Linked DNA regions of Mus musculus: regions 2 and 3 are each linked to region 1. Evidence: chromatin contacts called from public Hi-C data. All regions are on one chromosome and are shown on one strand. The core of a region is the stretch at or near the end of the contact, and the rest is flanking DNA. Distances in the headings are between cores, read along the strand shown.

What was found. Hi-C and Micro-C count contacts between places; a contact is called where the count stands out from the background.
Region 2: a contact with region 1 is called in a Hi-C map of uterus. The contact joins two enhancer-like sites. A contact is called at or near these places in 5 of 484 Hi-C or Micro-C datasets (cortical neurons, nephron progenitors and uterus).
Region 3: a contact with region 1 is called in a Hi-C map of uterus, with 1.8 times the contacts expected there. The contact joins two enhancer-like sites. A contact is called at or near these places in 5 of 484 Hi-C or Micro-C datasets (cortical neurons and uterus), 1 of 115 datasets of contacts at active chromatin or transcription factors (fibro-adipogenic progenitors) and 1 of 9 other capture datasets (embryonic stem cells).

Annotation. Positions count from the first base shown.
Region 1 is chr8:77,773,818-77,776,331 of GRCm38.p6, forward strand. No RefSeq gene overlaps it. Among named protein-coding and RNA genes, the nearest start is that of Gm29845, 10 kb to the left of the region's middle. Within about 2 kb of position 1,259, at least 36 of the 459 cell types and tissues checked have an H3K27ac peak or open chromatin away from gene starts, as enhancers often do. A contact at or near this core is called in uterus, where this site is marked.
Region 2 is chr8:78,000,670-78,003,183 of GRCm38.p6, forward strand. No RefSeq gene overlaps it. Among named protein-coding and RNA genes, the nearest start is that of Gm29895, 43 kb to the right of the region's middle. Within about 2 kb of position 1,257, at least 39 of the 459 cell types and tissues checked have an H3K27ac peak or open chromatin away from gene starts, as enhancers often do. A contact at or near this core is called in uterus, where this site is marked.
Region 3 is chr8:77,920,615-77,923,128 of GRCm38.p6, forward strand. No RefSeq gene overlaps it. Among named protein-coding and RNA genes, the nearest start is that of Gm23981, 110 kb to the left of the region's middle. Within about 2 kb of position 1,262, at least 4 of the 459 cell types and tissues checked have an H3K27ac peak or open chromatin away from gene starts, as enhancers often do. A contact at or near this core is called in uterus, where this site is marked.

The DNA.
Region 1 (2,514 bases), core at 9-2,508:
TGTGTGTGTGTGTGATCATGTGTGTGAGTGTAGGTGCACATATGTTACGAGCATTTACAGAGGTCAGAGGACAACCTTGGATGTGAGGCAGGGTCTCCTGTTCACTGCTGTGCATCCAGGTTAGCTACCGCAGGAGCTTCAGGGAGTCTGCTGTCTCTGCCTCCCACATCACCATTTGAGAACTAGGGCTCTCGACATCTGATCCTGCATCTGGATTATGTGGGTCATGGGCACTTGACCTTAGGTTCTCGCACTTGCTTAGCAAATGTTTAACTCAGTGAATCAGACTCTCACTTAGGATCTTAGTTAAAACAATTATTTTTATGAGCATGGGTGTTTTTGCCTTCATGTACTACCTGTGTATCTTGTGTATGCAGTGCCCACTGAGGCCAGAAAAGGGTATCCCCTGGAACTGGAGTTACAGAGGGTTATGAGCCATCACATTGGTGCTAGATACTGAACCTGGGTCCTCTGAAAGAGCAGTCACTGGTGCTCTTAACCATTTCTCCTTCTCCATCCCCTGTTTAGGGTTTTAAAGTTTCAGTCTCTTCATTTGAAAATGGGAGTTAATTATAATACTTTCCATATCGGGATGTGAGAACTCCATAATTCTTAAGAATTAATAATATTAATGCATATAAGGTAGGCAGTGTTACTATTATTTTCATTGTGGCTACAAAATAACATGTGCTGGAGGAGTGGGGAGGGGTGGCAGGTATGAGTGTGGTATGGTAAGGTGGGAGTGGGGGTGGTGGTGGGAGAGTATGAGGGCTCCTTACTAAGAGACCAGCAAAGGCTGTTAAGGATGTTAGTTGATAGATTTTGTGTGTAAGATTTCTGTAAAATCAACAACAAATCCACAGTGAAATCCACTTCACACTCACTAAGACAGACTAAAAGGAGAAGGAGAGAATGATGACAGGGGCAGGGAGTCAGAGCCTGCAGACCGTGCTGGCGGGGATATAAATCAGCTTAATTACGATGGGAAAGTCTGACGACATCTTGCAAAGTTGGACTTAGAATTACCATCTGACCTAGCAGATCCACTCACAAGGATTATCGTGTGAGACTCTGCTTGGCCAGACACGACATAAACATCTATTTACCCCAGATCCAAACTGATACTGACCAAAATAATGGTTACACTGAAGTACAGCTTGGTAAACCCATGAGTTTACTGGGTTTGCTTACAGGACTATATCTGAGCGACTACTTACAGGAACAGGGGTGACTCACAGGCCATTGCATCATGAACAAGCCCACCTCACCATGACTACTCACACAGCTGCAACCTTGAAGCTCTCTGTATGAGTTTCAGACAGCTTCGCTGGTCAGAAAACCTCCTCCAGTCACTGTGCTAGCCAGAGCCTCCTCAGCCAGCAGGATGTTCCTGTAACTTTAATCTCCAGAGTGGACTTTGACTCCTGTAGGTTTTAGCTGTCTGGAACAAGACAAGCTTGTTAACTTCTGAGTCTCACAAGTCTTCTAGAATGGATTCTTTCAACTTAGAGGCAATGACTACACCACCTGAACTCCAAGGAACACAAGCACATCAATATTCACAGAAGCGCATTTCACAATAACCAAAGAGTAAAAACGTGAATGTCTATCAGTGGATGCAGTACCACTGTAATGTCATATACTGTAATGTAATCTACTGTACTATACTGTACTGTGATGATGTAACCTATGACAGGTACATGCAATGTAATTTTTTTCAGTCACACAATAGAACTCAGTACTGAAGGGTCCTTCAGGACTGTTGAAGTTTTAACTCATTGGTGCGAATGAAAGAAGCCAGACACAAAACATCATACATTGTATAACTCCATTTATGTGTAATACACAAAGCAGGTCAGCTCACAGAGACAGAAAACAGACAGAAAGCAGACTGGCGGCTGCTAGCTGCTGGGAGGGGGTGTGTGGCGCAATAGCTATGGTTCATGGTTTTATTTTGTGCTGACAAAGGAAGGAGATGAAGAACTTGCACATGAAAGATGCCCAGAGTTTTTAATCTATTTCTTTACTGTGAGACAGGATCTTTCCTGGCTATCCTGGAACTAATTCTGTAGACCAGGCTAGCCTTAAACTCAGAGATCCACCTGCCTCTGCCTCCTTTATGTTGGGATTAAAGTAGTGGACCAGTATACCCTACTTGGATGTACAGTATTTCAGAGGTACAGATCATTGAAGACCACCTGAACCACTATGCAATTCCATCAATAGAGGTTTCCTCATGTCCCATGCAAACAATTGACTTGATTTTTATTATCAAAGAACATCATTGCTTGTTTTAGAAATGGCACCTATAATTACAATCAACACACACTTCTTTCAGCAGGATGCTTTTGAAATTCGTTTTGTGTTTCAGTATTTTATTACTCGTGTTGCTAAGCAACATCCCATTATTTTACTACACCATAATCTGTTTGGTCACTTGTTGATGGATATTTGGATTATTTACAAATTTTGCAATAATAAACAAACGCATTCCTAGTATTTTGTGTAATACCT
Region 2 (2,514 bases), core at 7-2,506, 230 kb after region 1:
TGCGGCCAATCCCAGGCTTTTTTGTGAGTGGCAGGGATCTGAACTCAGATTTTCATGCTTATATGACACGCCTTTGCCCACTGAGCCCACTGAGCCTACTCCTCAACTGGGACTTGCACATTTCTATGGGTGATCTGATGTGGAAAACTTTAGTTGTATAGGCAAGTTAGGCTCTGCACAATCAGAGACTACAAAAGAAAATGTAAAACCCTGGGCTGTATGGGCCAAATGGTACATGGAAGAGTCTCTTCAGTGTGGATACAACTAGCCTTATTAATAAGCCCTGTGGTGTGGGTGATACATAAGATGAGGACCGTGTGGGAAGCAGAGGCTTGCAAGAACCTAACCCTGTACTTCTCCTGGGAAGGAGAGTAGAACAGTCACTAACTCGGCATGAGGTGAATACAGAATACAATTACAGATCCCAGAAGCATCTACTGCATGCTCACCTGAAATAACAGGATACATTAAGTACCATCTGACATCTCTGGAAATGAGCAGTCCACTCAGCTGTTCCTTTTTAATCTCCTCATGATGATGCCTTTGATTTCAAGGGAATTCCATATGAAGAATTACTTCTACAGAGCTGTCAGCCTGCCAATCAAAAGATCTTGACCTTGTGTGCAATTAAATGGCCATTGTCTTCAGCCCAGGACTGCAAACTGGAGTACAGCTTCATGAGCGTCGTTTCTCAGTTTGGCTTTTTGAGGAGCCAGAACCTTGATTTTAAGGGTCAGGAAGGTTCTCCCAGGTGGAGGCATCTATGTGTCACCAGACTTGGAGGAACGTTTTATAACATTTTATGAACTGACAAAAGCCCATGGGCTCTTCTAGGCTGGGTGAGTGTTACATAAGTCCTATATCCACACAAACAAAAAGATAAATGAAGTATTGGTCAAGTGGTCAAACCTGTAGATTGATAATTTAACATATATTTATGCATGCATAATCACACAGAGAAATAGAAGAGTGGTAGAGAATGTGTGAGTGAGATTTGGAGTGTTGCTGTGACATCCCACATCTTGTTGCATAGCAATGCCTTGACATGTAAATAAGAAAACAGGTTGTATCCCAATCTGCTCTGAATTCCTCCTGCGTGCATTCTGTCAGAGTTCCTGACAGAATGTGAGCTCCAGATGAGCAGACCTTCTGTCTACTTCATTTACAGATGTGTCCCGAGTACCTAGAACAGTGCTCAGCACTGTTCTATGGATGACAGTCTGCACTCTCAGAGGAGATCCCTGGTGCTCACTTGGTTTGTGCCGGACTGCTGCTGTCCTGTGCTGTATGTGTTGGACTGTTGTTCTTACGTGTCAGAGTCTGTTGGAGTGGGTTGTGTTCTTAAGATCCGTCTTTATCACTGTTTGTCTAGGGTTTACAGGTCTCTGACATCTGCTCTGAACAAAACCTCTGCCTGCCTTACTCAGCCACACAGGAATGCCATTGTTACATTTTCTTCTGCTCCAGTCCGTTCCTGGTGCTAGGAATGCCTTTCTGTAATAGATTCCCTGGCATCATATGGTAACGAAAGGGTGCTTTAAAGAATGCTAATTTAAACCGCTCTTTAACTTGCATGTTTTCAGTGTGGGCAGTGAGGGAGGAGGTTTGAAGCAAGACAGCTGTGAGGTTTGCCTAGCAGCTGAATGCTGCATGGATTAGCTGGCTCCTTCTTTTCTGGTAGTGGGTAACCCCTTAAAGGAACATGCCCTGGCTGGGGAAAGGCACACCTGTGTGTAGCCAAAGGGAAGAGTTTTAAAGATGGGGCACAGTTTTCTGCACCACCAGCTTTGCACTCAAAAAGTGATACTGCTAAGAAGTTTAGAAAAATGGGGGTGAGATGGGGGTGGGTGGGAGGGGGCATTGCATCCATTCAGCTTTTCTGTGGACCAAGCCACGAATCTGGGTATTTCTCCATGAGCAATTACCATCTGAGGTTTAGAAACCACAAAGCTGCTGGGTAGAAAAAGAAGCTCAAACGCAGATAAGTGACCCATGATGGCTTGTGGGAACCTGACATCTCTCTTTAAGAATGGTTCCTGAGATGCCTGGCCTTCCCGTGTTCTGTGACTTTGTGCTTAGAGGTGTAAAAGGGTTCATTTCAGCGAGCCTGTGCTCTGTTGGCAGTTCAGCTGGCCTCGATGCTCGCCAAAGTCCGGATCCATTTGAATTTTCCTTTCTGTTCTCTTTTGGGTTACCGTTCTGTTGGAAGTATCGCATGACTCTAAATGACACTGTATTTCCAGAAACTAGACTTGAAGTAGCTGACAATTTTTTTAAGATTTATTTATTTATTTTATGTAAATGAGTATACTGTAGCCTACATGTGGTTACTGGGAATTGAACTCAGGGCCTCTGCTTGCTCCAGTCCCACTCTGTCCAGCCCAAAGATTTATTTATTATTATTATATGTAAGTACACTGTAGCTGTCTTCAGACACACCAGAAGAGGGTGTCAGATCTCATTACAGATGGTTGTGAGCCACCATGTGGTTGCTGGGATTTGAACTCAGGACCT
Region 3 (2,514 bases), core at 12-2,511, 150 kb after region 1:
ATTATATATTTATGCTCAGGGTTACAGTTTGGATCTTGACTATTTCCCCACAGCCCTTGTATTGAAAACTTGGTCCTTAGTCTGCTATAAGGAGTGATGAACTTTTAGAAAGATACTAGTAAATGGAAGTTGGGCTCTTTAGAGGGTGTCCTTCCTTTCTCTTTCAGTTCTTGGCTCTCATGAAGTAAAAATGCCCCCTGCACAGCATTCTCCTTCACAATATACTACAAGACGCCCAAAGTGACAAGGTGACAAGGCTAAGTGATCATGGACTGAAACATCTGACTTCACAGGACAAATATCATCTTCTCTTAAGTTGATATTATGTCACTTTTCCTGGGGAGATATGAACAGACACTAGTTGCCCTGAATAGGGCACTACCAGCAGACCAAAGAAATAAAAGCCCAGTTTGGTGAAATGATGAGTTTGTTCAGATTGCTTAGGGGAGCGTGGGTGACTCAAAGGCAGCTGTATGTATACATCTGCCATCCCTGGAGCTTCCTACACAGCCTGCAGGAGGTTCCTATCCACCAGCAATTACCCACAACTTATACTGACTTGAGAAGGAGCCTTGTGAATCTTGAAAATATATGATGTGTCAAAGTTGTGTGAGTTTGATGAGAATCCTTATCCTGGTAAATATATCATTAACTTCCCAAGTCTCATGAACATTCTCCCTCCTTCAGAGAAGAATTTTTTGAGGCGATAGCCATGCAGAAGTCATTTTTCTCAGTATTTTGTCCCAATGGCAGAAGTGACTCACAAATCCAGAAAACAGTTTAAATCTGTTACTGACTAATAAGAGAGCACTCGATTGCTAGGGGGGAGGTGGTGTGGTGGGGAAAGCATAACGAGCTTGCTTCACAAGTGTGAGGGCCTGAGTTCAGATCGGCAGAGACTACAGGTGACATAATGTATGTCTCTCATGACAATGTTCCTAGGACAAGAGAGGAATTAAAGAGGAGAATCCCTGGACATTCACAGGCCAGGTAGCATGCTACAAACAGTTGTCAATAACATAAAGACTCTGTATCAAACAAGGTGAAAGATGAGAACCAAGACCTGAAGTTATCCTCTGACCTTGACACACACATATGTGCACACCAATGTGCACACATACAAACACAAACACACACATACACATACACAGAGAGAGGAAGAGAGAGAGAGAGAGGATAAGAATATAAAAGCTGAGCAGAGACACTGTGGAAAACAAATGGCTTAGTGAAGGAGGAATGATTTAATAGATTTTTATCTTACAAATCAAAACCTCTTACTTTTTTCTTTTGCATACTGAATGAGATCACTGAACAAACACTAAGCTTAAAGACTTGCCAGATGGATTTTAGTAATGAATCATTTCAGACTTAGGCCATTGGCTAATTATTTTGTAACCTGTCATGACCCAGAGTTTTGGAGATTTTTCATGTGTGATCAAGGTCAGTCACTGGTTGAAATACAAGCTCAGAATAGGTCTCCCCTGAAGCCTCGGGGAAGCGGGCTGTGGGAGGGCAGGATAGAGAAACCTGAGGCTCACACGGCCTCACTTCTCTTCTATGGCACTTCAAAACTGAAAACAATCCTTTATAGCTTAAGCAGTCCAGTGATCTAGTCTCGGCTTGGTTTTACTGTTTTTTATGTTTAGGACTATGTTGTAATTACAAAAACAAATGTAAACTGTGGGATTTTAGTCAATGAAGTTAGAACATATTCTACTGATTTTCTAGTGTATTTAATATGTAGTCATGCATAAGAACTTACTGTGAAATTTCTAACTTAAAACAACTAATGCTTATTATCTCATGTCATTTCTGAGACCAGAGATCAAGGAATGGCTTGGATTAATTGTGGCTTAGATTTTCATATGAGGTGACTGTCACCCTTTCAGTTAAGTTTGCATCAAAGGACTAAGTTTGGTGGTGCAGGCCTGCATTCTCAGCTCCTTGGGAGGCTGAGGCAGGGAGGTCACTTGAGATGTGGAGTTCATGGCCAGCCTGTGAAAGAAGCTGAGGTCCTGTCTGAAGAAAACAAACAATACCAACAGCTGAGTCAGAAGGCTTGCTTGAAACTAGAAGCTTCACTTCCTCGGCACGCGAGGAACTCCTCACAGACAGCCTCCACTTCCTCGGCACGCGAGGAACTCCTCACAGACAGCCTCCACTTCCTCGGCACGCGAGGAACTCCTCACAGACAGCCTTCAGTTCTTTGCCAGGCAGACATCTCCATCCAGATGTTAAAAAGGACAGCCTGCTTCCACCAGAGTGAGCATCCCACCAGAGGCATATTGGTACTCCCTTAATTTTGGTCTCTAAGTTTCAAGCTGCCACAGTGTTCTACTCAAAGACTGTAGTAAACAGGCTGAGAACCAGGCTCTACTTCCTAATGGTAGTAGTATTTTTTTATATACCATTTGATGTGTGAAACAATTATATTTAAATTATAGTTTATAATATTTAATTATATTTAAGAATCAAATGATTGTGGGGCTGGAAAGATGGCTCCGTGTCAAGAGT